Linked DNA regions of Oryctolagus cuniculus: region 1 is linked to region 2. The links are chromatin contacts, called in public Micro-C maps. All regions are on one chromosome and are shown on one strand. Each heading gives the region's core, a stretch centred on a gene start, on an enhancer-like site or on the middle of the called end of the contact. The rest is flanking DNA. Distances are from core to core; before and after follow the strand shown. Region 1 holds the start of WDR1 (WD repeat domain 1). Region 2 holds the start of TMEM128 (transmembrane protein 128).

Region 1 (7,162 bases), core at 3,379-5,878, 300 kb before region 2:
CAGTCACATGGTGTGGAAGTCAGTGTCTCCTGGAGCCACAGAGGAGGCAGCCAAAGAACCTTAGACTTTCTGCAGAAAGCACAGCCCCGGACCAGAGGCTCCACGTCATCGCCCAGACACTGGCACAAACCTCAGCTAAGCCTCATATAGCAGAACCATGCAGTAAAGCCCTTGCACTAAGGGCAAGAAACAGGGTTAGCCACCAAGCAGACAACTGACCACACCTGAACCGGCGGCCAAAGGTTTGATCTCTGGTGTAGGACTAGAAGTCTCCACCTGCCCAGAAGGGATAGAGCGTTTAACTGGAGAGTGACCGATGCCTACAGAACTTGGCTAGAGAAGCCACTGGCCTCTACCCCTTAACTGGAGTAATAGCTGCCCATTTAGGGGCCTAACACTTGCAAATAACAGTCCCAGGTTACAGCCTTGTGTTGAGGAAACTGAGCTCTGAAGACGGCACAGCCAAGCTTATGCTAGCTGCAGCATCTACTGGCTTTGGAACTTTAACAAGTCACGGCTTCTAGTCCTCTTCCAAGGGCCAGAGCACAGCACAAAACCCAGACCTTGCTCAGAGGAAGTGCAGCTCAGTTTGAGGGGAGAGGCTGCCATTCCGGAGAAGGCCCCTGGAGATACAGACCAGAGGTCTAGCTCCTGTCATTCAGCCTCAGGTCTACGCTTCATGGTAGTCTCAGACAACAGTGGAAGCAGGGAGTTCTGTTCACGAGGTGCAGGGGAACAGTAGTCGTCCTAGAGGGGCAGCCCCCTGCCCCCAGGAGATGGGAGAGGTTGAAGGAAGCAGTGTAGGACACAGGCTTAGGTCTGGCCCCCAAGCCTCCTAGACAGAGCTGGCTAGCCACTACCAACAGCTAGAAAGATCAGATTACCAGGTTGATTAGGAAGAGATTGTTTGAACAGGAGTACAACTAGCAAGTGGGATACATTTCCCTCAACTGTTACAGCTAATCCAGGGCCAGGTGATACTGTTTACCAGCTCTGCAAGACAGCCTCAAACGGCGAGTTCAGGCACAGGTTTCCACGATTTGCAGATATTTGAAAGTCAGTGTAGTACTGGCTACAGGTGAGGAATCCGCCCGTTTGCCAAAAACCTACTTCCCTGACAGGCTGCTCAGTTACAAACGGTAATTTCAGGTAAGCCCAAACTCGCATGGGGTAGGAATTCACTTATTTCTCATCTTAGGATTTGTAATCCCGAGTTCAGGACTCGAACCTTCTGTAGAGGCTCACACAGGCAAGGCATCTTGTCAGTCACAGGCATGGGTGACAGAGGCCCTAGGGCTTCTGGAATGACGGCCCAGCTCTGCAAGGGTCCTCCCTTCTAGGACAGCCCCAGGCCCTCCCCCAGATTCCAACAGGTGGGTGCCCTGTAGCTAGTTTTGCACCAAATTCACCACCACTCCTCCTCAGTTAATCAAACAGACCCTTGAACCAACCTAGACTGCCGAGAACACTGTAGATCAGAGCACAGCCAAAGACCTCACACCTTTGACCCACGGACACCGGCAGCCACTCCTTAGCAGGTCAAGACCACTAGGAAAGCTCACTGGCAGCCATGTGGGGGGAGGGGCTGCTCCCAGGACTTGGTGAGGCAGGCCGTCACAGTCCGGCTGGCTTTGGCAGAACTGATCCGCAGCCCATCTCTTCCAGGGGTAAGCTATGTAAGGGGCCCCTGTATCACCTGAGGCCAATCAAGGGTTATAGAACTCGTAGTTGAGCTAGTTCACCTGAAGTTAACCTAACAGGCGCATCAGGTGTTCTAATACTAGTTTATGCTCTGGAATTAAATCCAAGCTCAGGGGATGCTTATGTTGCTCACTCCCTCACATGGGAGCTAAGTTATTCAGAGCTGGTGGGTCCTAGTAGTAAGGGTTAGGAAACAAACGCGCGCTGTTCTCCCATGCGCAGTGGGAGAAATAGAAGTTGATCCAGCACTCAGTCATGAGTGTGGAACAGGTACCTGCCTGAAAGGTCTAGTCGGAGGAATTGGCCTTAAGTCAGGGGGTCACAGATGGGCTGGGAACTGCAGGTGCAGCAGCCCCAAGGCACGTGTGGTCAAGGGGGCAGGACCACTCGGGATTAAGCAGAGAGCCCTAGTGTCAAGGCTTCAAGGTTGCTCACTGGCTGCAGTGGAGTTCTGCAAACACGTAGGGAAGCCAGGAGTTGCCCCGCTCAAGGCAGGTGCTGTACGTGACACAGGCATTTAGAGTGACAGGATTTCAGGTGGGATTGAGTAGGTTTGCTGTGGTTTCTGAAGACACCCTGGAGCAGTCTGCAGTGGATCGAGGGGGAGGTGGGTGCGTTTGGTCTGTGGTTTGACCCGAGCATACGCCTCTCAGACATCAGCAGATACCAGGAAGCACATAACCGTTGCAGAAGTGGGGCCCATACGGGCAGCTGTGATCCATCAGGCTTTGTGCTACGTATGCGGCTATATATGCGGCTCCGCAATCAGTGAGCACCTTACAGGTGTGGTGGGGACCACAGAACCTAAGGAGTAGGCTGGATTCACAGCTGGCACCAGCCAGGGGCTGCAGAGCCGCTGCAGCCGAGACCCGGGCCAACAGGGCGCCCACAGCGAGGCACTAGATACCCCAGGCACCCTCCATTCCAGACCTGGAGAACTGCCTGACGAGTTCACACTGCCTCTAGACACCTACATCACTTTGTTAAGCAGTTACTCCAGCACTCCCCATCCACGTTTTTCTTAGCTTCTAACTTATAATTTCCTCCTGAGCTAAAAATAAGCCATGAATCCCAGCCTCCTGCCAGGGATTTGCGAACAGTTTGCCCACATTCGCTTTGTCTCGCTTTCAACAGTGTCACCTCCAACAAGGCTTCACACGCAAAGGTCCCCGGCTCGCAGAGCACGAGCTGGTGTGTCAGCCTCCTACCACTACCATATAACAACCGTAGATGGAGCTGTAGCACTTGTACACCAGTCTAAGGTGGTCGGTGCAGCTAAGTGGTCTGCAAACGGGGGCTTGTCTCGTTTCTGCTGCAGGAATCTCATCCTTTGTGGGAGACTTAACTTGGGTCCTTCAGCTCACAAGGTGTTCACGTTCACCGTTTCTTGATCAAGGGTTGTAGGCAAGGAGTGGGCTCATTCACTTAAGCACCTACACATGTCAAGGCATCCAAGGGGAAGAGGGCAAACCAGCGTCTGCGGGGGCGGGAAGGCCGCCGTCTAAGGCTGAGATTGGGCACTTACATTAGCTAAGGCACCTGCAACACGTATCAGCACCTGCTTTCAATGCTCGGTTCCTAACTCCACCTTTTTGCTGATGCTGATCCTAGGAGGCAGAGGCCACAGCCCAGGTAACTCCCGCTGCCTGTGTGGGAGACCTCGACTAGGTCCCTAGCCCCCAGCTTTGGCCTAGCCCCGTCTTTTGGGGACACTTTGGGAATGGCTCAGCAGATAGGAGTCGTCTACCTCTGAAGACTTAAACTAAGGTGAAGAGGAGGCAACACTCCAAGTAGCTTGAGCACTGAAGTATCTCTGAAGGAGCTTTAGTCAGCTGGGTACATCCCAGCGAATCTAGGTCCAGGCAAAGAACCAGCACGCCAGGCTTCGGGGCAGGCGCACACCTGGGCACGCCTGCGAGGCAGAGGAACCCAGGGACAGGCAGAACAGCTTTTCCCTAGCAAGCCCAGGGCACAGGCTTTAGGGGAGCAGGCCCAGTTTACGAGGCTCACCGGCTCGTTTTTTGGAAAACAGACCAGAGCGGGAGGGCAGGCAGCCCCAGCCGGGAAGCTGACAGCAAACCCCCGCGATCTCAGGCGAGCGCCACCCAGCTCTGTGGTTAAGGACTGTGGTGAACATGGCGAGTCTCGACACGCTTCCAAGGTGGCACGAGACTTCCCGGTCCGACAGAGCAGAGCAAACCCAGGGTGACCCGAGGCTGGGTTTGGGGACGTCTGAGCAGCTCCGGGTGCCTTACCCGCCTGCTGTCCCCTGCACCCACACCGAGAAAAGCCCGCACCCAGCCTACCGCCAAACTGAGGCCCAGAGCGCCCACTCCTCCCGCCCGCTCCCTCCACGAGGAAAACATCCCTGGCTGCCTCGGAGCCTACACCCCCTTCACCTAAGCGTCTTCAGTGAACACCCCTAAGGCTACTGCTTCCCTCCTCAGTCACGGTCGTGAAAAAAAAGCACCCTCTGGCCTAGAACCCGAACCGGGGCTCAGCCGAGCACATCCACCCGCTACGCCAACACCGGCGCCAAGGAGCCTAGGCGGCCCCGGCGGGCTCGGCCACCCCACAGCAGCTCAGCAGCACAGGCCCACGCAGCCCGCCCGACCCAGCCCTCCGCCGCCAGCCTCCCACTCCCGCTCCCAAGGCCATTCTGACGCCAGGGCCGCCGGCACCGCCTTTTCACGGGGCCGCGGAGCGAGTGCGCTACGTCACTTCCGGGGCGGGCCGGGCGGGGCCGGGGGCGGGGCGCGGCGTCCGCGCAGGCGCTCTGGAGCGGCGGCCGCCGAGCCGAGCGCTTGACTATATATGGTCAAAGCTGGGGGCGAGCCGCGCGCGCGGGGCCGCGCTTCCGGGTTCGGAGCGTCCGCGGCGGCCGCGCGCGAGGGCAGGAGCCAGCCGGCCTCGGAGCCCCGGCCTGGGACCGCCCCCTCCGCGCCCGGCACGCCCAGCGCCGCCTTCCGGCCGCTGTCCCCGGGCTCGGCCTCGGCGAGGTGTGCTTGGCGACGCGGGCCGGCGCCGGAGGCTCTCGGCTAGCGCGGCGCGGTAACAAGTGGGCGAGGATGCCGTACGAGATCAGTAAGTGGCGCGGGGCGCCGGGGCCCCCACCCCTGGCGGCCGCCAGCGGCGGCCCGGCTCTCGGCCCCGGGGCGGCGGCGCGGTGGGCGCCCAGGGCTGCGGGCGCAGAGGCCGGCGGCGCGCCCCGCCCGCCCGCCCTCGGGGTGCCCGGCGGCCGCCCCCCGACCCCGGCCGGGGTCGCCCCAGAGTTGGCCCAGCGGGTCGGGCCGGCGAGCCCCCCGAGGGCTTGGGCCGGGAGCGCGGACCAGGAAGTGGCGCCGGCCCCTGCGCCCGGAGGAAGTGGCGGCCGCCCCTCCCGGAGGCGGCAACAGGTGACCGGCCGAGACCGGTCCGCTGCCCGCTGCCCGCTGCCCGCTGCGAGCCTCCGAGCAGGGGGCGGCCGCTAACGAGCCGCGTTTGTCTCCGCAGAGAAAGTGTTCGCCAGCCTCCCGCAGGTGGAGAGGGGCGTCTCCAAAATCCTCGGGGGCGACCCTAAGGGCGAGAATTTTCTGTACACCAACGGCAAGTGCGTCATCCTGAGGAACATCGACGTGAGTGCCCTCCCCACCCCCACCCCCACCGGCGCCCGCCCCCAGCGCCGGGCTCCCTCCGGAATGGGGTCTCCCTCCCCGCGCACCCCGCGCCCTGGGGAGGTGCGGACGCCACGCCCCTCGGCCCTGGAGCCGCGCTCAGGAGCCCCGGAATTGGGTTTAAGTTCTCAATCGCAGTGGGGAAACTGAGGCAGGGGTTCCGGGTTTGGGGGGAGGGGTCGGACAGACCCGGCAGCTGCTGCTGGCTGTGGCCTGGGCCTCTGGGGCCGGCCGTGGAGGGAGGTGATGAGGCGACGATCCCCACTTCCCCCCGGCGACTGAAGGAGCCGCCGGCCTGCCCGGGCCCTCGCGGCGCCTGGCACAGGCCGCCGAGCGCTTGGTAAATGCCGCTGCCGCCCGGGGTCTCCCCAGTGTGGCCGAGCCCAGGCTGACGCCCAGTGCTGACTCCAGCCTGGTCAGACACTGTGGATCGGAGCCCCAGAGGGAACACAGGAACCGGTTTATCCCGGTGAATCATTCTCTGCGGGCACCCGCCCCCAGGCTACCACTGCTTCCAGAGCCAGCTCCTCGGGAAGCCCTGCGAGTGTGTGTTTTTCCTGTGCGATGCTCTGAACGACCCAGTCTGTTTTCCCACTTCCCCCACTAAGGGCATCGCACACTCCAGCCTTGCCTCTCCCTTCCTGGGCCTGAGGGGTGGATGCAGGCGGCGCAGCACGGCCATTCCAGGGGTTTCTGCCGGGTGTGGGGTTGGTGCAGAAGTGGGCAGCCTGTTGGGCCCACAGGGTCGCCGGCTCCGGTCAGACATGCTGGGCCTCTGGGAGCTCACAGGTGATGGCAGGAATGAAGGGCTCTGTGCACCTCCCTGTTCCTTGCCTGGAGGTGCAGGGCCCCTGCGTGGTCAGAGGCACTGCTGGCCTGCCCATCCCCCTGCTGGAAGACAGCGCCGCCCAGGGTGCTGGGCACCTTGGGTGAGGGGTGGGTGTGAGTGCTCTGCAGGTGCTAACAACTTGCTGGCCGGGCAGATTCCTGGAAAGCCGATCCAGCCGGCCTTACAGCTGGGGAGTCATCACCAAGGACTGAACCGGGACGATAGGGAAGTCTCTGGAGTGAGGTCTTGAGATGCTGAGAAAGTAATAATGCGATGGCCCTGGGAGGTAGTCACTTAGCAGATTAGTGAAGATACGGAAGCATTCCAAGCGTTCCAAAGTCGCAGGATGTGGTTTCGTCTCTGACAAGGCCTACCCATGTCATCGCAGTCTGCGGCCACTCCCAGGTAGACGTCCCGCAAGGTAGTGCTGGGAGTCTGGGGCCAAGTCAGCAGCGTGGGCCCAGCCCGGGAAGGAGGCCGATGGCGGGGGCTGCCTCTGCGGAGAAGCTGTGGCCCCTCTGCAGGAGGCCACTCGGACGTGGGAAACCCGTTCTGCCTGCTCCTCCTGAGCTGTTGCCCGGAGCCTTCCTGTGAGGTTTGCCGCCCTTCCTGGCCTTCCCACGGGTCAGTTTGCAGGGTGCCAGGGCGGCAGGGGATGCTGCTCGTCTGTCTCCCCCCGTGCCAGGTGTGACGCCAGGCACTTAGTCCTCAGTGGTGGGTACAGTTTTTATGAGCCCAGTGTTCCTGGAAAACAGGAGACATGAGCGTGAACAGTCAGTGTATGGAAGGAAGGCGGTGTGGTTGGACACTGGCTGAGGGAAGAAGGGAGGATGAGACCAGACGCCTACAGCACCTTAACGGTAGCATACCCTGAGCTGCTTGGGGTTTCCCAGGTGCCCTTCCCCCAAAGGGAAACCCCCTCACTCCACCATTCAGGCCCGGGGCCTTGGGCTTATCTGCTGTGCCTCATTCATTCTGC
Region 2 (7,089 bases), core at 2,938-5,437:
AAGCCGAGAGAGAGAGATGGAGGAATCGGGCTGACGACGCTCAAAGGCCCGTACCACTGCTGGAGCTGTGGGAAGACATTACTGGGGAGAGAGACGGAGGCCTCCTGATACCGAAACCCAGAGAGACACAGGTTCACCCCTGGGCTCCAGACATAGGGAAACCCAGAGAGAGACAGGCTCACCCCCTGGGCTCCAGACATAGGGAAACCCAGAGAGAGACAGGCTCACCCCTGGGCTCCAGACATAGGGAAACCCAGAGAGACAGGCTCACCCCCTGGGCTCCAGACATAGGGAAACCCAGAGAGACAGGCTCACCCCCTGGGCTCCAGACATAGGGAAACCCAGAGAGAGACAGGCTCACCCCCTGGGCTCCAGACATAGGGAAACCCAGAGAGAGACAGGCTCACCCCCTGGGCTCCAGACATAGGGAAACCCAGAGAGAGACAGGCTCACCCCCTGGGCTCTAGGCGCAGGGAAACCCAGAGAGAGACAAGCTCACCCCCTGGGCTCCAGGCACAGGGAAACCCAGAGAGAGACAAGCTCACCCCCTGGGCTCCAGGCACAGGGAAACCCAGAGAGAGACAGGCTCACCCCCTGGGCTCCAGGCGCAGGGAAACCCAGAGAGAGACAGGCTCACCCCCTGGGCTCCAGACACAGGGAAACCCAGAGAGAGATAGGCTCACCCCCTGGGCTCCAGGCACAGGGAAACCCAGAGGCCTCTCCTGCCGAGGCTGCACGGAAACGCAGGCTGCAATCTGCGCCTCCTACGGGCGGTCATGCTGAGCTCTCGAGTTCTTCACCTCGAACCCTACCAGCGAGGTCCACCACCTCCCAGGGAAGGAGAGAGAGGTGGGAGAGCAGGAAGCCGGCGGCATGCGGGCGGAGTTCGGCACGAGAGGAACAGGCCATCTCCCCGCCACAGCTCTGAGAGCTCGCCGGTGCCTAGCCCTGACTGCTTGCTCCCTCCGCTCCTCCAGCCCCCACCCCCCACCCCCGAAGTCGCCTGGAGGACAAGCGTGTGCCCACCATGACCCAAAGCCCCCGGTCTGTCTGCATCTCTCCAGGGCCCCTGGTACTTCCAGATGACGACTCCCAGCCCTCAGCAAAGTAGCCCTCCCCAAGCCCGCTCTGCCCTGTCTCGGGGCCCCCACACCGTTCTCCGGGGTTCAGCGAGGGGCCCGGCACATGGTTCACAACCTTCTCCTCCACTCAGCTCCTGGGGTCACATTACAGGGCGCTGGGTCCTCATGAACCAGGGATTACCAACACCAGGCCCACCCTCCTGGAACCCTGCCCGTTCACCTGCTCTCCGAAACAAACCCTGGGAGCTGTCCTCACCAGCCGGCTCTCGGCCCCTCCTCCCAGCTGTCCTGCACTTGGTCGTCAAGAGACCGTCAGACTTTCTCTCGCCATTTCCCCCAGTGCGTTACACCCTTACACTCACCAGCACCCCCCCCCCCCCACAACACATCTGTACTGAAAAGACACTGACACAACTTCCAGTTCTCGCCACTGCTGTGCGCGCCCATGGCACACGCCCTCAGCTCGGCCTTGTTTCACTGCCTCTATGTGAGGGGATGATGTGATGATGTGATGATGTGATATGTGCACGCACGCATCCGTCACTTCCCAGAGCTCCCGCTGTGGCTTGTGTACGGGATGTGTGGGCGGAGGACTCACGAGAACACTCTCCTGGCAAAGTTCAAGTACACAGTACCTTACTGTTAACAATACAGTTAGGGGCCGGCGCTGTGGCACAGTGGGTTAAAGCCCTGGCCTGAAGTGCCAGCATCCTATACGGGCACCGGTTCTAGTCCCGGTTGCTCCTCTTCTGATCCCGCTCTCTGCTATGGCCTGGGACAGCAGAAGAAGATGGCCCCAGTCCTGGGGCCCCTGCACCCTTGTGGGAGACCCAGAAGAAGCTCCTGGTTTCAGATTGGCACAGCTCCGGCTGTTGCAGCCATCTGCAGAGTGAACCAGCGGATGGAAGACCTCTCTGTCTCTACCTCTCTCTGTAACTCTTTCAAATAAATAAAATAAATCTTTAAAACGTGTGCCCTTTAACCAACACTGCTCACTCATCTCTGCCCCCAGCACCAGCACGGTGCCCGGCACACAGGAGGTGTTTTCTTAATTTCTGAAAAACCCACCTGAAAAAATGGAACGCGAGAAGTAAGACGAGGGCGTCCAAGTTTTCTTACCTGCTAGTGTGAAAGTTCTCTCTCAGGGTTTTAAAGAAATCAACATAGTAGGTCACAGCAATGGAGGCCAAAATCCAGAACCCGGAATGGAGGTTCAGTCTCGGGAGGGGTTTCTCCTTCTTCTCGGCAGCTGTGGAAGCGCCTGCAAATAAAATCCCAACTAAGTTCCCAGAACTTCCGGGGAGATCACACCTACTTTAAGTCAATTTCCCTGCTCTTTCTAAACAGCAGAGTCTCTCCCTTTACAGCACCAAATCGCTCTGTAAAATCATTATGCCATCGCATAATGCAGAAAAAATATAGATGCAGAACAAACCAATAGGAGGCTGCATAAAACATGTTCAATGCAGGTAACGTCCACATTGTCAGTCTTTTGGAAATAACGATGCTATTCACAGTGTACAGCTCTTCAAACTAGGTTTCACCTGAGTGAAAGTTAAGAAGTCATGAGTCTTAAGAAAAAAAAAAAAAGCAGAGATAAACATCAGAGCACAAAATGGACTTGTCACATCTAAATTATTATTATTTTTTTTTTTTTTTTACAGGCAGAGTGGACAGTGAGAGAGAGAGACACAGAGAAAGGTCTTCCTTTTGCCGTTGGTTCACCCTCCAATGGCCGCCGCGGCCGGCGCGCTGCGGCCGGCGCACCGCGCTGATCCGATGGCAGGAGCCAGGAGCCAGGTGCTTCTCCTGGTCTCCCATGGGGTGCAGGGCCCAAGCACCTGGGCCATCCTCCACTGCACTCCCGGGCCACAGCAGAGAGCTGGCCTGGAAGAGGGGCAACCGGGACAGAATCCGGCGCCCCGACTGGGACTAGAACCCGGTGTGCTGGCGCCGCAAGGCGGAGGATTAGCCTAGTGAGCCGCGGTGGCGGCCTCTAAATTATTTTTAAACACACGTAATCTCTTGAGTCAGCTCAAACATGGGAAAGGCACGCCACATCTCTCAGGCCGGCGCAGGGCGGTCCAGACAGGTGCCAACAAGTCCCTTCTTCCACCTGGGACTTCCTCGGCAAGACTGGGGGGCTGGGCCGGGTCAGATGGCGATTAACAAGCTGCCCTTTTTCACTGCGAGGAAGAACCGCAGGTGCCCATCGCAGGGCCTGGGCCTTTAGCAGACCCATCAGATGCCCGCAAACGCAAACTGATCTTAACAGAGACCCTGGGGACACACCCAGAATGCAGAAACCAAAGCTGCCGTGGACCCAGCTCACAACGTACGGGCCAAAAGATCTAAAACGAAATGCCCCGACCTTCACCCCAATTCCCCAGCCAGCCCGGGGCAACCTCCACTGTCACTTGTACTGCGTTCTAGCACATCCCGTGGCCTCCCGGTGAACGCAGCACACGCAACTCTGCATCTCCCTGAGGAAATCGGCCACAGCCGGCACACGGACGCCTGCCCGCGTGCCCCGGACGGACAGGGGCGGTCTCATTTCACCAGTTTCGCACCGACGGCAAATCGGGTGTCCCCAGTCGTTTGCTACTAAGAGATGCTGGGGTGGACACCTTCACTCCGAATTTTTCTTAAAAAAAGACTTTTAACGGCTATCTCCTCACAGGCGCTCCCAGAAATGCTGAAGCGGGACTAAGAAGTGCAAGGCTGCGTGAGCCTCCCGTTCGTGACATTAAATACCCGACTTGCAAAAACTACTTTGTAGCCGAGAAATGAAACCCGGCCCCTCCGGGAGGCCCGTGGAGCCGGCCGCTTCCGGGGGAACCTCGGCGCGGCTCGGAGCGCGCCTCACCCGGCCTGGCGTCGCCCTCGCCGTCCCGCGGGACCGCGGAGTCCGACGACAGCAGGTACCGCCGCCGGAGCTGCTCCCGGGCCCACGGAGCGTCCATCTTGGCGCCGCCCAGAAACGCGACGGAAGTGACGTCGGCGCACAGCACTTCCGGCGCCGGCGTCGGGGGCGGGGTAAGCGGTGGTCGCCGTGGGGAGGCGGCGGGGTGGCGTTAGTGGGTGCGAGGCTCGTATCCCACGCGTGATTTGAAGTTTTGGGTACTGCTAGCCTTCCCGGGTCCTTAGGGCGCTGATGCGTTTCCGACCTACGGAAGCCCAGAGGAACCAAGATGGCCGACGCCCGTGGGCGCGCGCGGGGCAGCCCGGCTCCCGAGTCTGCCCAGGCCTCCCGGTGTTGGAGCAGGCACGGACGTTCGCCCCGGCCTCTTTCCTACTCCTGCCTCTGGGGAGTCGCCCAGCCGGACTGGAAAGGGCTGAAGGCAGCCCCAGGAGGGAGAGGGGGCCCCGAACCGGGCCTCTGACCCCGTGGGGGACAGGAATGACCCTCTCTGGGCCTTTTGCTCTCAGGCCCGCTAGGCTGGACCTGCCTGCGCTCAGGTGGTTCGTGGGAGAGCTCCTTGTCCCGCCTGGGGGAACGTGTCCCCTCCGGACCGTGGGCACTAAGGTGCTTTCCCGGCCGCCCAGCGCTCAGAAGCCGTGTCCGCCGGTTCCCGGCTTTCTGTCAAACGGTCATCCCGATGGCTCTCCCGCTGTCCCCTGGCGAGCCGTGTTGCTCAGCGCCCACTGTGCGCTGGGAATGCTAGGCGGTGAGGATAGACTGCCCGTGAGCTGCGGCTGCAGCGCCGACCTGCAGGACGGCGCAGTGCACGGGGCGTCCTTCCCCCGGCCCCGAGTTCCGGGCAGCACGGGCAGCTGCGGGCGGTGCAGCGGTGATGGTGGTGGGTGGCGCTGGCCGAGGAGGTGGCCTCAGTAGGGTGCGCCTGGGGCTATGGCAGCGCTCAGTGAAGTCTGTTCTGCGGGGTGCGGGCAGGAGCAAGGGGAGCGCTTGAAGGAGATGGAACACAGGGCTGGTAGGGTAGTCCGAAAAGCCACGGCGGACGTGAACTTCGGATTAGCTAGTAGGCTGCTCTTCCATATCTCCTGGGTGTTGTGGGTGTTTGTAAAAGGAATGTAATAAAAAATATTTAAGAAGAATGTCAGCCGGCGCCGCAGCTCACTAGGCGCCGGCACACCGGGTTCTAGTCCCGGTCGGGGCGCCGGATTCTGTCCCGGTTGCCCCTCTTCCAGGCCAGCTCTCTGCTGTGGCCCGGAGTGCAGTGGAGGATGGCCCAGGTGCTTGGGCCCTGCACCCCATGGGAGACCAGGAGAAGCACCTGGCTCCTGCCATCGGATCAGTGCGGTGCGGCGGCCATTGGAGGGTGAACCAACAGCAAAGGAAGACCTTTCTCTCTGTCTCTCTCTCTCTCACTGTCCACTCTGCCTGTCAAAAAAAAAAAAAAAAAAAAAAAAGTCAAGTTCTTAGCGGCCCATTTCTGCAATTCCTTCAACCTTCCTGTACCCTTGGGAGCAGAGAGACTCACAGCCCGGCAGACTGCGGCCTCTAAACAATCCCTCCTTTTTTTTCCTGCTCTTTTTCTTTGCAAACTCCTAAACTGGGCTTCATCTCTTCAAAGCCAGCCGAGGTCTTGGCCCCTTTTTCTTCTTTCTCTTGTACGGGGTTAGAAGCCTTGTTAACAGGAAGTGACTTCGTCCCATCGAACAGTCTTGTTGATCTTTCTCCTCGAGAAAAGGTCAGTGCCGGGGCTCCCTCGTAACCAGATATTCCCGGGAGCCCCCCAGCCACCCCGGGGTTTCCGTGCGCGGTATGTTGAGGTCAGATCGAGTTCCCCCTTCGGTGGTTTCGGGGCCTTTGTATTTGGAGCTGAAATCCGTCCAGCTTTTTCCCCCTGATATTTTAAATGGCACTACTTGCATACCTTATTGATGCTACTTAAAAGCAGATTGGAAAAAATCCAGTATTTAATGACCACATCTTCTTTGTTGGGGTCCATTCAGTGAGTTCTTCAATGTGTGTACTGTGGCACCTTAATTATAGATAGAGATCAGATTGCTACCAGTGCAGACATTTTCAGTGTGGGTTACTTGTAGGGAGAACAGTGGATCTGACTGTGACCTTGCTGGTTCCGTTAGCCATATGGTTATGTCCGAGGTGTTTACAGCCTACGGAACCCTGACTCCATCACTGTGGCTCTTTGGGTGTGTTGTTTCATTTTCCTGGATATCAGTTTCAGCGTCTGAAGCAGCATGAACCAGAGTGCGGGTGGATGTACACAGGTGGCTTAGCCTAGTCCCTGGCCAGTGGTATGCATTCAGGAAGGCTACCTGCTGTTCACGACTCCATAGCTTGGCCTTCAAGATCTTGCACCTGCTCACCTCCTGGTCAGTATTTCCTGGTGCTTGGGCTGCAGCCACTCTTCGTTCATATTTCTCTTCCAGGAATTAGCAGGTTGGGCCATGGGGTCACCTGGCTTCCAGCAGTGGCTGCAGGGGCTAGAGCTAGGATGGTGTGCGGAGTGTAGATGGCACCATAGGTAAGACTGCGCCATTTTACTAACATTCCCCCTTTTGTTTTTTATTTTTATTTATTTTCTATTTATTTATTTATTTGACAGGCAGAGTGGACAGTGAGAGAGAGAGACAGAGAGAAAGGTCTTCCTTTGCCGTTGGTTCACCCTCCAATGGCCGCCACGGCTGGCGTGCTGCAGCCGGCGCACCGCGCTGATCCGATGGCAGGAGCCAGGTACTTCTCCTGGTCTCCCAGGGGTGCAGGGCCCAAGCACTTGGGCCATCCTCCACTGCACTCCCTGGCCACAGCAGAGAGCTGGCCTGGAAGAGGGGCAACCAGGACAGAATCCGGCGCCCCGACCGGGACTAGAACCTGGTGTGCCGGCGCCGCTAGGTGGAGGATTAGCCTAGTGAGCCGCGGCGCCGGCCCCCTTTTGTTTTTTATAAAGCAAGAGTTGTATGGGATTACATTAGCCCCAAAAGTCCAGGAGGGGTAGAGGGACAATGATCTGCCTTTGGAGCTACCTCCTGCTGGCATGGGGCGACGTCTTAAGCTGCTGTCTCGTGGTGGGGAGCCGAG

What was found. Hi-C and Micro-C count contacts between places; a contact is called where the count stands out from the background.
Region 1: a Micro-C map of ear pinna shows a contact between it and region 2, with 4 times the contacts expected there. The contact joins the promoter of WDR1 here to the promoter of TMEM128 in region 2. A contact is called at or near these places in 2 of 6 Hi-C or Micro-C datasets (ear pinna and an unstated tissue).

The regions. Positions count from the first base shown.
Region 1 is chr2:5,162,444-5,169,605 of mOryCun1.1, reverse strand. WDR1 (WD repeat domain 1) reads left to right here and starts at 4,628. Exons shown (of 15, transcript XM_070069578.1): 1 at 4,628-4,785; 2 at 5,194-5,315. The coding sequence starts at 4,770.
Region 2 is chr2:4,860,401-4,867,489 of mOryCun1.1, reverse strand. TMEM128 (transmembrane protein 128) reads right to left here and starts at 4,187. Exons shown (of 5, transcript XM_002709352.5): 1 at 3,949-4,187; 2 at 2,202-2,343. The coding sequence starts at 4,045.